2 separate regions of the Zea mays genome follow, and region 2 is linked to region 1. Evidence: chromatin contacts called from public Hi-C data. All regions are on one chromosome and are shown on one strand. The core of a region is the stretch at or near the end of the contact, and the rest is flanking DNA. Distances in the headings are between cores, read along the strand shown.

Region 1 (3,954 bases), core at 113-2,612:
GCGTGTCGAAAGGGAACCACTCGAGTGGATCCCGCGCCCGGCCTCGGACTGACCTGCCGTAAATGGCTGGCCGCATTAACCACGCCTAACATCGAGCCACAGCGTGACCACCAGTCCACTTTCCACTCATGACCTAAGGACCCCTCAGGCCGCATAGCACTCATGACCTACAAACCCTCGGACTACTGTGCATTAATGGCTCGCGCGCCCACGGACTGCGACACACTTATGGCCTATCGGACTAGGCCTGAATGCGCATACCTCCCGCAGGGCACTACACGACGGACTGCACAGAGCCCTAGGCTACAGAAGCCAGGTCTCGACATAGCCGGAATGATGCAACTAGGACCATCGCCGCCCCCGCGTCATCCACTACGATAAATACGCGATAGCCAGGCAGCCCTAGGCCCCGCGAGTACACATGGACTTACCCGAGGTAAAACACTAATTTTACCCCTACCTTATGGCTCCTTCCTAGAGGAGTCACCGTTGGCCGATCCTTCTCCCGATCTATAAAAGGGAGAGGGTCGCCTCAGGACGAGAGGACGGAGAGAGGATATCGACTTGGAGACGACCGGAGGCCTTCAGACGGAAACGAGCCCACAAGGATGAATAGGAGGAGGAGCGCCGACGAGGACCAGGAGGCCGGAGCCCCCACTAAATCAAGACTTAGCTAGGACTCCACCTCTCAGCTTCTAAGCTCCACTTCCACCCCAACAAGAGACATGAGAGCCTCCCTCCATCTCTCGATTGCTTATAACCCCTACTACGAGTTTCCTCATCAATGGTGATGGTAGTGCAAGTCACCGATGACTAGATATTGGATGTTCTATCCGAACCAGTATAAATCTTGCGCCCTCCGCGCACACCCTCCAGAGCCCGGAACGCGCAATTGCGCACAATAAATTTACTTGTCGGAGCGAGGTACGAAACACCGATAAGATAACACTGTTTATAGAGTGGAGTTTGAAATAGAAATTATGATAGGTGACGCTAGAGAGCCTTTACAGCCCTCATGTGAGAGCATATCCAATAATACTTCAAACTGCTGCCTCAAATTGAAATATAGAGCTTTACACAGGAAAAACTACTCCAACAACGCCTCATTTTATAAAATTTGGTCAAAAAATTATAAAACACACTCTCAAGTAACTCAAATACACTATATTGTACTGAGCTGTACTATAATATACATTTAAGGCTTTACAGTTGGAACTAGATATTTTGTTGGTGCACTAAATTATATTAAATATATTCATTTTTAAATTGTAGGATATTTTTTATAGGTCACGTCAGTGATCTATACGGATTGGCGAGGCAGGGCAACTCAAAACGGATTTTCTACCACAAACAGGCTTCTCAGCCGCGTGCCAGTGACAGGGTCTCGAATTCTCGATACGATCGTCTTGTCTACCCTACTGGCCTACTACTCAAGTCAAGGTCTCGCCTTCGCAATACTGCGTCCGCCTTTCTCTAGGCGACAGGCGAGCTCCCACGCCTCACCAAATTTTGGCGGGTTTTCGACCTGGACATTGCTCGTTGCCCGCCCTCCTCAGTTCCTGCATCTCTCCCATTCCACAGCTGCCGCCTGCCGGCATATCGCATACCCTAGGGCGCAGGGCCACTGGAAATCGCTGAAGCGCCTCGGTGCGAATGCTCCTCTCCAACATCTTTGAGCCGCACGGGACAGCAGGTGGGTGCTTTCTCGTTTTCTGAATTTTGGTTTCTCATTTGTGCCGTGTTACTTTTATCCCCAAATTAGAGATGCATATCATGCAAAACAGCAAAAGATACTTATCTAAATGGAGAAAAGGGCATACGCCCAAACCAACAAGTTTCTGTAACAAATACTAGTAGTGTGTGTGTGATTCTATTAAACTTGTATATGTCGTCCTATTGTTGACCAGACTAACCCAAGAAATACAACTGGAAAAAAAAACAGGATAAGCAGCATAATGGCGTCCTATTATTCCTCTTGGAGGCAAAGGCAGACAATCCGATTTCCAAGGCTGCAAACTATAAATCACGGTCAGGTGATTTCATTCCAACATATGCTCGGGCTGCTTGTTCGTCCAGATGTTGGAGTAATTGTCATCCAAGGTATTGCTGGCTCTGGAAAGACATGGGCTGCGAAGGCTGCATACCGGGCAGCAAGGACTTCGAATCTCTTTCAAGAGTATGTTTGGGTTCCCTTGTCAATTAACTGTAGCATGAGACAGTGTCTCAATAAGATTGCAGCATCTCTTTCATGTAACAAAGGAGATAACTTGTCTGTAGAAAGAACCAAGGCCATAATCAAGGAATATCTCACAGCACGGAAATTCCTCATTGTTCTTGATAATGTTTATTTTACTGAAGAGGGTATCTTAGAATACCTGGGAGTTCCTCGTCCTCGACAGCAAAGTCTTGGCTCAAAAATATTTGTGACTACACGAACTGTGAGGGGAGAATCAATCATGGAGCCAGATGTAGTTATAATGCCACAACCTCTTACTTATGAAGAGTCATACGACCTGCTGCGTGAAAAGATTGGAAAAGATATCAACTTTGCACATGACTTAATCAGTTGCTGTTTTGGCATGCCGCTCACAGTCATTCTATTGGCTGGGGTTCTGTATGGCTCACCTACACAAGAAGCATTTGATGAGTTGGTCGCAAAAGCGCATGTCACTCTAGAAGCTCAGACATCAGCGTTAAACACCATGAAGCGCCTGGTGAAATTTGGATACCAGCAGCTTCCTAACAATAATGTGCGACGATGCTTGCTGTACTGCCTACTCTTCCCGGAGGATCAAGGAATTTCAGTCAAAAATCTGGCACTGGAAAACAGATGGTCTACTCCAGAAAACTACTGATTTTGATGAGGTTAACCATATTGGCAAGGAAATTCTTGATGTTCTCATAAAGCATGGCATGTTATATTTGGACGTCGATGGTGATTATATACGTCGATGGCATGTTATATTTGGACGTCGATGGCATGTTATATTTGGACGTCGATGTAGATAGGAGGTCGTTCGATTCCATCACCTCCGCCACCTATAGCTTGACTACACGACGGCCTCAGGTATACTCGTTTTTTACACAATATTAATCGATCATATAACTGCTTGATGTGGTTAGTTATTTATTAGTGTATAGTTAGTATTAAGTGTTTAGGCATTATTAGATTAGTAAGTATATAGGTAGTAGTATATAGTTATATGTAAGCAATTATCTATTACTTATTTATTACTTAGTAAGTATTTAGGCATTAGTATATTAGTAGATGGGGATAGTATTTAGTTAGGCATTAGTTGATAGTGTTAGTCAGGTACCATCTTTAATGGTTATTGAGTTATGAATCCGTGTTTGTAATAGATGGACACCCTAGTGACACTATAACGTGGAGGAAGCGTGGAGGAAGATGTTTATAGGAATGTTAGTTTTGATGTAATGAAGAACGTGAATGTGATGTTCGATGAAAGGCCCTCTTTTGGCTAGATTTTCGCAAGAGCTTGTGAGGAGATTAGTTGCAATTTAAACGACCCTGTCAACATATCAATTGAGGGTTTATTGTCCCATGTTGCATCTGGGACAATATTTTGACAGTTGATCTCCATTGGCTCTGAAGATGACTGGTTGAAATATGTCAAAATTGTGATGACGATTGTTCACAAATTTTGACATATGCATCTCCAGTCGGGTTGAAATATGTTTGGATGTGGTCGTTTGAAAGTTATTCTTTGAAGCTCCAGTCGGTTATCTCCACAAATGCCAAATGCATCTCCTTGTGAAGCTCTTTTGCCTAAGCTTCCGGAAGAAGTGATGCTTGTGTCGGATGCTCAATCGGTCCCAAACGAGGTTGAGATCCCTCATCCAGTTCATGGCGTTTGTGGGGCCTCGAATTCGGTGGTACCCCCCAGGACATCCCTTTGACCCAGGATCATCCTAGTAAGTGTCTTTAACACGCTA
Region 2 (4,374 bases), core at 1,413-3,912, 140 kb before region 1:
ACTAATTTAAGACGGAGGGAGCATTATATTTATTTATGACTACACAATGAGCTGTTATACATTCACGCTATTGTAAGAAACTATTATTCCTCTAACATATCAACGAGCAACATACAAAGATCTAAGTTCGTCCTAGCCCTTCTTTGCTTTTACACGTTGCTTTTACACGAGAAGCCTCGTTAGGGCACGTACAACACGGTTGTAGGAGCCGTCTGTATTTAAAAAAAAACACCCTCGTGACCGCAATGCTATCGTCTCGTAAGGCGACAACCACAGCTCGTGCCTCGTGCCCCCAAGCTAGCAATACCGGAGACAACGTAACTCCAGCAATGTCCTCTAAAGAAATATTCTCTATCTTTTATAGTATACCCTAAAAGATTTCATACTCTATATTTTCTTCATCTCCAACAACGTTCTCTAAATTTCGTTCTCTATATCTCATCCTCCATATTCTTTGCAACCATATTAACTGAAATTATTTTCATCATTTTTTTATCGGATCAAATAAATTGATCGTTAGCATTTTACGAATTATTGCATACGTTCAACTATTTCGACAATATGGCAAAAAAAGGACCCCGATTAACATCATAATCAACACCTAGAGCAGACATCAACAGCACACCCGACCAATGACTACTGGAATTTCTGCATATGCAACCAAATTTCCAAATAAAAAGCATTCCTATGATAAATCATTTTCGCCAGTGCACTATCCTAACTTCATTCTATTCAAGACAACTGAATCACCAACTGATGGCTTGGTGATGGCACAAATTGGTGAGGACGAAGAGTAAAGCTATTTTCCATTGCTAAAGATTCTTGAACCCTTCATAGATACGAATCAATGTTGACCACTAAATTCATCCACAAAAATGGCTAGGAACACTTTACTGAATCCCTCATCGCACATGTACAGAATAGACATAATCTGAACAATGGCTAGGAACACTTGAGAAATGGTTAAATCTCACTTACGAAATGGATAAATCTATTCCATTAAATATGCAGCTAAATGATGAATCTTGTTTTGCCGTGAGGAGGAAGTGCGATGAGGGATTCAGATTAGGTCTGGAAGCAATCGAAGACAAATTGCTTGCCTGCGTGTCCAAAACCAGATTCGGTTTGAAAGCGACGACGTGGTTGACCACAACGTCTTCAACTTCAAGCACAGCGCCGCCAACCTCCAGCATGCGAAGCCGCTCCACACGCATCATCTTGAGCCCCGACAACATGAGCTACTGCGACTTGGTGTGGACAGATTGGTTGGGGAGTCGGGGGAGCGTGCGCGGCCAATGGAGGGGAAGCTGGGCCGGAGCGGGGAGAACACCTTGTCGTGTTGGAGCCGTACACCGGAGGGGATGTGCTGCACAGTGGGCGCGACGACGAGAGGGTTCCGAGCCGGTGCGGGAGACAACAGAAGACGACAGCGCGGGAGTGAACAACGGATAGCGAGCGAAAGCTAGCACGCTACAGATAGCGGACGACGAACGCACCCTAAATTTTACCGGAGGCTATAGCGGATCTTATTGGAGGCCTCAAAGACGCCTCGGTCTGCTATTTCTAGCGTACAGGTCGGTTTACCGAACCTTGTTGGAGATAGCCTAACAGACCAATATCATAAATGATATAATAATAGCTTGTATTATTCTTCACAAATTTAAAATCATGTGCCCAATGTAAATAGATAATTCATCTGTTTATATATATATATTTTCCAATATACATACAAACAACAACGGTTTTGTGGGCCGAACATGTCAAGCTTGAATTTCATTCTAGAATTATATAATCTAGCTTATGGATTATATAAGCATCTATTGATATGTTTATGGATATTATAACCTAGATATCTAGATTATAGAATCCACATAATAATATGTGTTGGTTGTTTATATATATTTAAACTAGATTATACTCCCTCCATCCAAAAATCTTCATCATCGGAGCCTCCCTCACCAAGACAAGGAAGCCTCTCCGTTTGCAAGGTTTCCATTTAATGGCCGCTGTAAACTTAATTACCTGGCATTGTTTTTGTTTTCCCAACGCAAGTATCCGTGACGGGAAGGATGGATCGAAGAGTCACGGGTGGCCGGAGATAAGATGAAAGTGTGGTCCTAGCTTATACGATGTAGATTCTTGTTTAAGAGCAAAAATACCAAAGCAGATCGAAGGGACTGAAATCCCTTTCTAATTTAAAGTTAAATATCAAAGATTTTAGCCCATTCAATTCTGTTCGGTATGTTTGAACAAACAGGAGGCCTGACTACGGCGGGGCATCGCCGGCCGGCGCAGGGAAAAAAACTGGAAGCACGCATGTGGCATAGCTGGTCGCGTACCTGGGTGAGGAGGCTGAGCAGGTGGCGCTTCCAGAGCTCGTTGTCTTCGGTGGAGAAGGCGGTGATGGTGTCCTGGCCGCCGAGTGGAGGAGGAGGAACGGTGCCCAGAAGGCCTGGACGCGGTGAGTGCGCTCGAAGGACTGTGGGTCCACGCCCTTGGGCACGCGCGTCTGGGAGAGGTACCCGAGCGCGTAGATGGCGATGGAGTCCGCGAGCAGGTAGGCCAACCATAGAAGCAGGCTCAGCACGGCGGAGACGTTACGCTTGCGGATGCCGGCGGAGAAGAGGAGGAACACCTGGAGGGCGAGGCTGGTGAGCACAAGCATGCGGATCTCCCACTCATTCCATGTTGTCAGGAAGCTGTCCATGTATGTCCAGTTCGCATCCATTGTTGATTCGCTGCCTGCCTCTGTCCTTTGCCTTTTTCTTGGGGAAGGAGGGTTTTGTTTAGTACATCCGAGATCAGTACAAACGAATCAAGTCGTCTCTGGGTCAACACTAGGCACTAGCGACTGGTGACCATCAACACTAGGCACTAGCGACTGGTGACCAACCGGCGACCGCCGATGTGGCCATGGCTTGTCCTCAGTCAGTCTCCGTTTACTGGCTACTAACTATTACGCGTTTTGCGCCCACTTGATTGAGCTGCTATGCAAAGTCACAATTCCCGGCGCTTGTCCGGAGAAACGCTGAATAATTGTCTCCTGTTTAGTCGTCTCTCTACAAGCCACACTCCTGAGGCTGAAGAGGAAGGCCGACGTCGCGATGGCCGTGGAAGTCGTCCAGTTTCTTGTGAAGAAGTTCGTGGATAGCTTCACCGAGGAGGCAGCGGACGCAGAGGCGGAGCTCCCTTTCCGCGCCCAATTCCACGACATGAGGACCGATCTGGAGAAGGCGGCCGTTTCTCCCGCCAACGCCGATGAGCTCCGGGAGTGCCTCTACGAACTCAACGACTTGCTCGCCGAGTGCCGCAGGCTCGCCAACCGGCCTAATCAGCAGCGCTGGTGCTTTGCCCAGTCCGACGCCTGGCGCTTCCCCAAGACCAAGAAGAGGGTGACCGCGGTCAGGCGCAGAGTCCTCGAGTGCGTCGAGAACGACTCCGGTGGCAACGCTGCGGCGTCGCAGGAGGACGCCGCCGCTGGGTTGGACCGCTGGACGACGTCTTGGCTCGAAGGGAGCAGGATCCATGGGTTTGACCAGCAGCTCGCGGAGCTGGAGTCCATGGCGTTCAGGGACTGCGGCGCGGGGAAGCTTAACGGCGTTGGCATCGTGGGCATGGGCGGCATCGGGAAGACCGTGCTCGCGCAGCTCCTGTTCAGCAGCCCGCGTGCGAAAGGCCGTTTCTTCCCCAGGATATGGATGTGCATGTCGCGCACCGCCTCTGCTGGAGCAGACAGACGCAAGGAAGTTTTGCAGGGGATGCTCATGGCTCTTGGACACGAGGAGGATGCCATCCTGTCCATGAACGGCAGCGATAGCCTGACAGAGCTGACGATCGCCGTCCACGAACAGCTCGAGGGGAAGAGGTTCCTCATAGTGTTCGACGACGTGTGGCACATCGATAGCTGGTACTCTGACGTTGTTGGCGTTGGCCCCCAGAACGCCATGCGGAGAGCCGACGACCTGTCTGTCTTATCAGAACGCCTCGCGTTCGCACTGCCCAAAGGGAGAGGTGGCCTGGTGATCGTCACCAGCCGGCTGGAGCAGGCGGCAGAGGCGATGGTGAGGAAGAGCTGCTTGTACCGTGTGCGGCCATTGGTGGACAGCGCGAGCTGGGCAATTTTCATGGATGTTGTTCTTTCCCAGCCCCAGGAGAAAAAGGCTGTCGATCTTGTCACTGTTAACCATATGAAACAGGAGATCCTTGAGACTTGTGGCGGGTTCCCATCGGCAGCCAAGACAATGGGAGACATCTTCGCAAGCAGCAGCGTTTCGCCACCTGCATCGACATCTACCAGCGAGGAACTCGGCAAGAGTGACCATATCATCACTGCTAGGTAACAGCGGAAGCCTGAAATAGGCAACACATATGTTG

The links. Hi-C and Micro-C count contacts between places; a contact is called where the count stands out from the background.
Region 2: a Hi-C map of leaf shows a contact between it and region 1, with 2.1 times the contacts expected there. The contact joins the promoter of LOC100501828 here to the promoter of LOC103651107 in region 1. A contact is called at or near these places in 5 of 25 Hi-C or Micro-C datasets (ear, leaf, root tip and 1 more).

What each region holds. Positions count from the first base shown.
Region 1 is chr3:193,430,268-193,434,221 of Zm-B73-REFERENCE-NAM-5.0, reverse strand. LOC103651107 (disease resistance protein RPS2) reads left to right here and starts at 1,362. Exons shown (of 3, transcript XR_004857334.1): 1 at 1,362-1,693; 2 at 1,943-3,954.
Region 2 is chr3:193,576,062-193,580,435 of Zm-B73-REFERENCE-NAM-5.0, reverse strand. It overlaps LOC100501828, which reads right to left and starts at 2,662. Exons shown (of 2, transcript NM_001196479.1): 1 at 2,340-2,662. It overlaps LOC100281260 (disease resistance protein RGA4), which reads left to right and starts at 2,978. Exons shown (of 1, transcript NM_001154179.1): 1 at 2,978-4,374. The coding sequence starts at 3,105. The coding sequence ends at 4,340.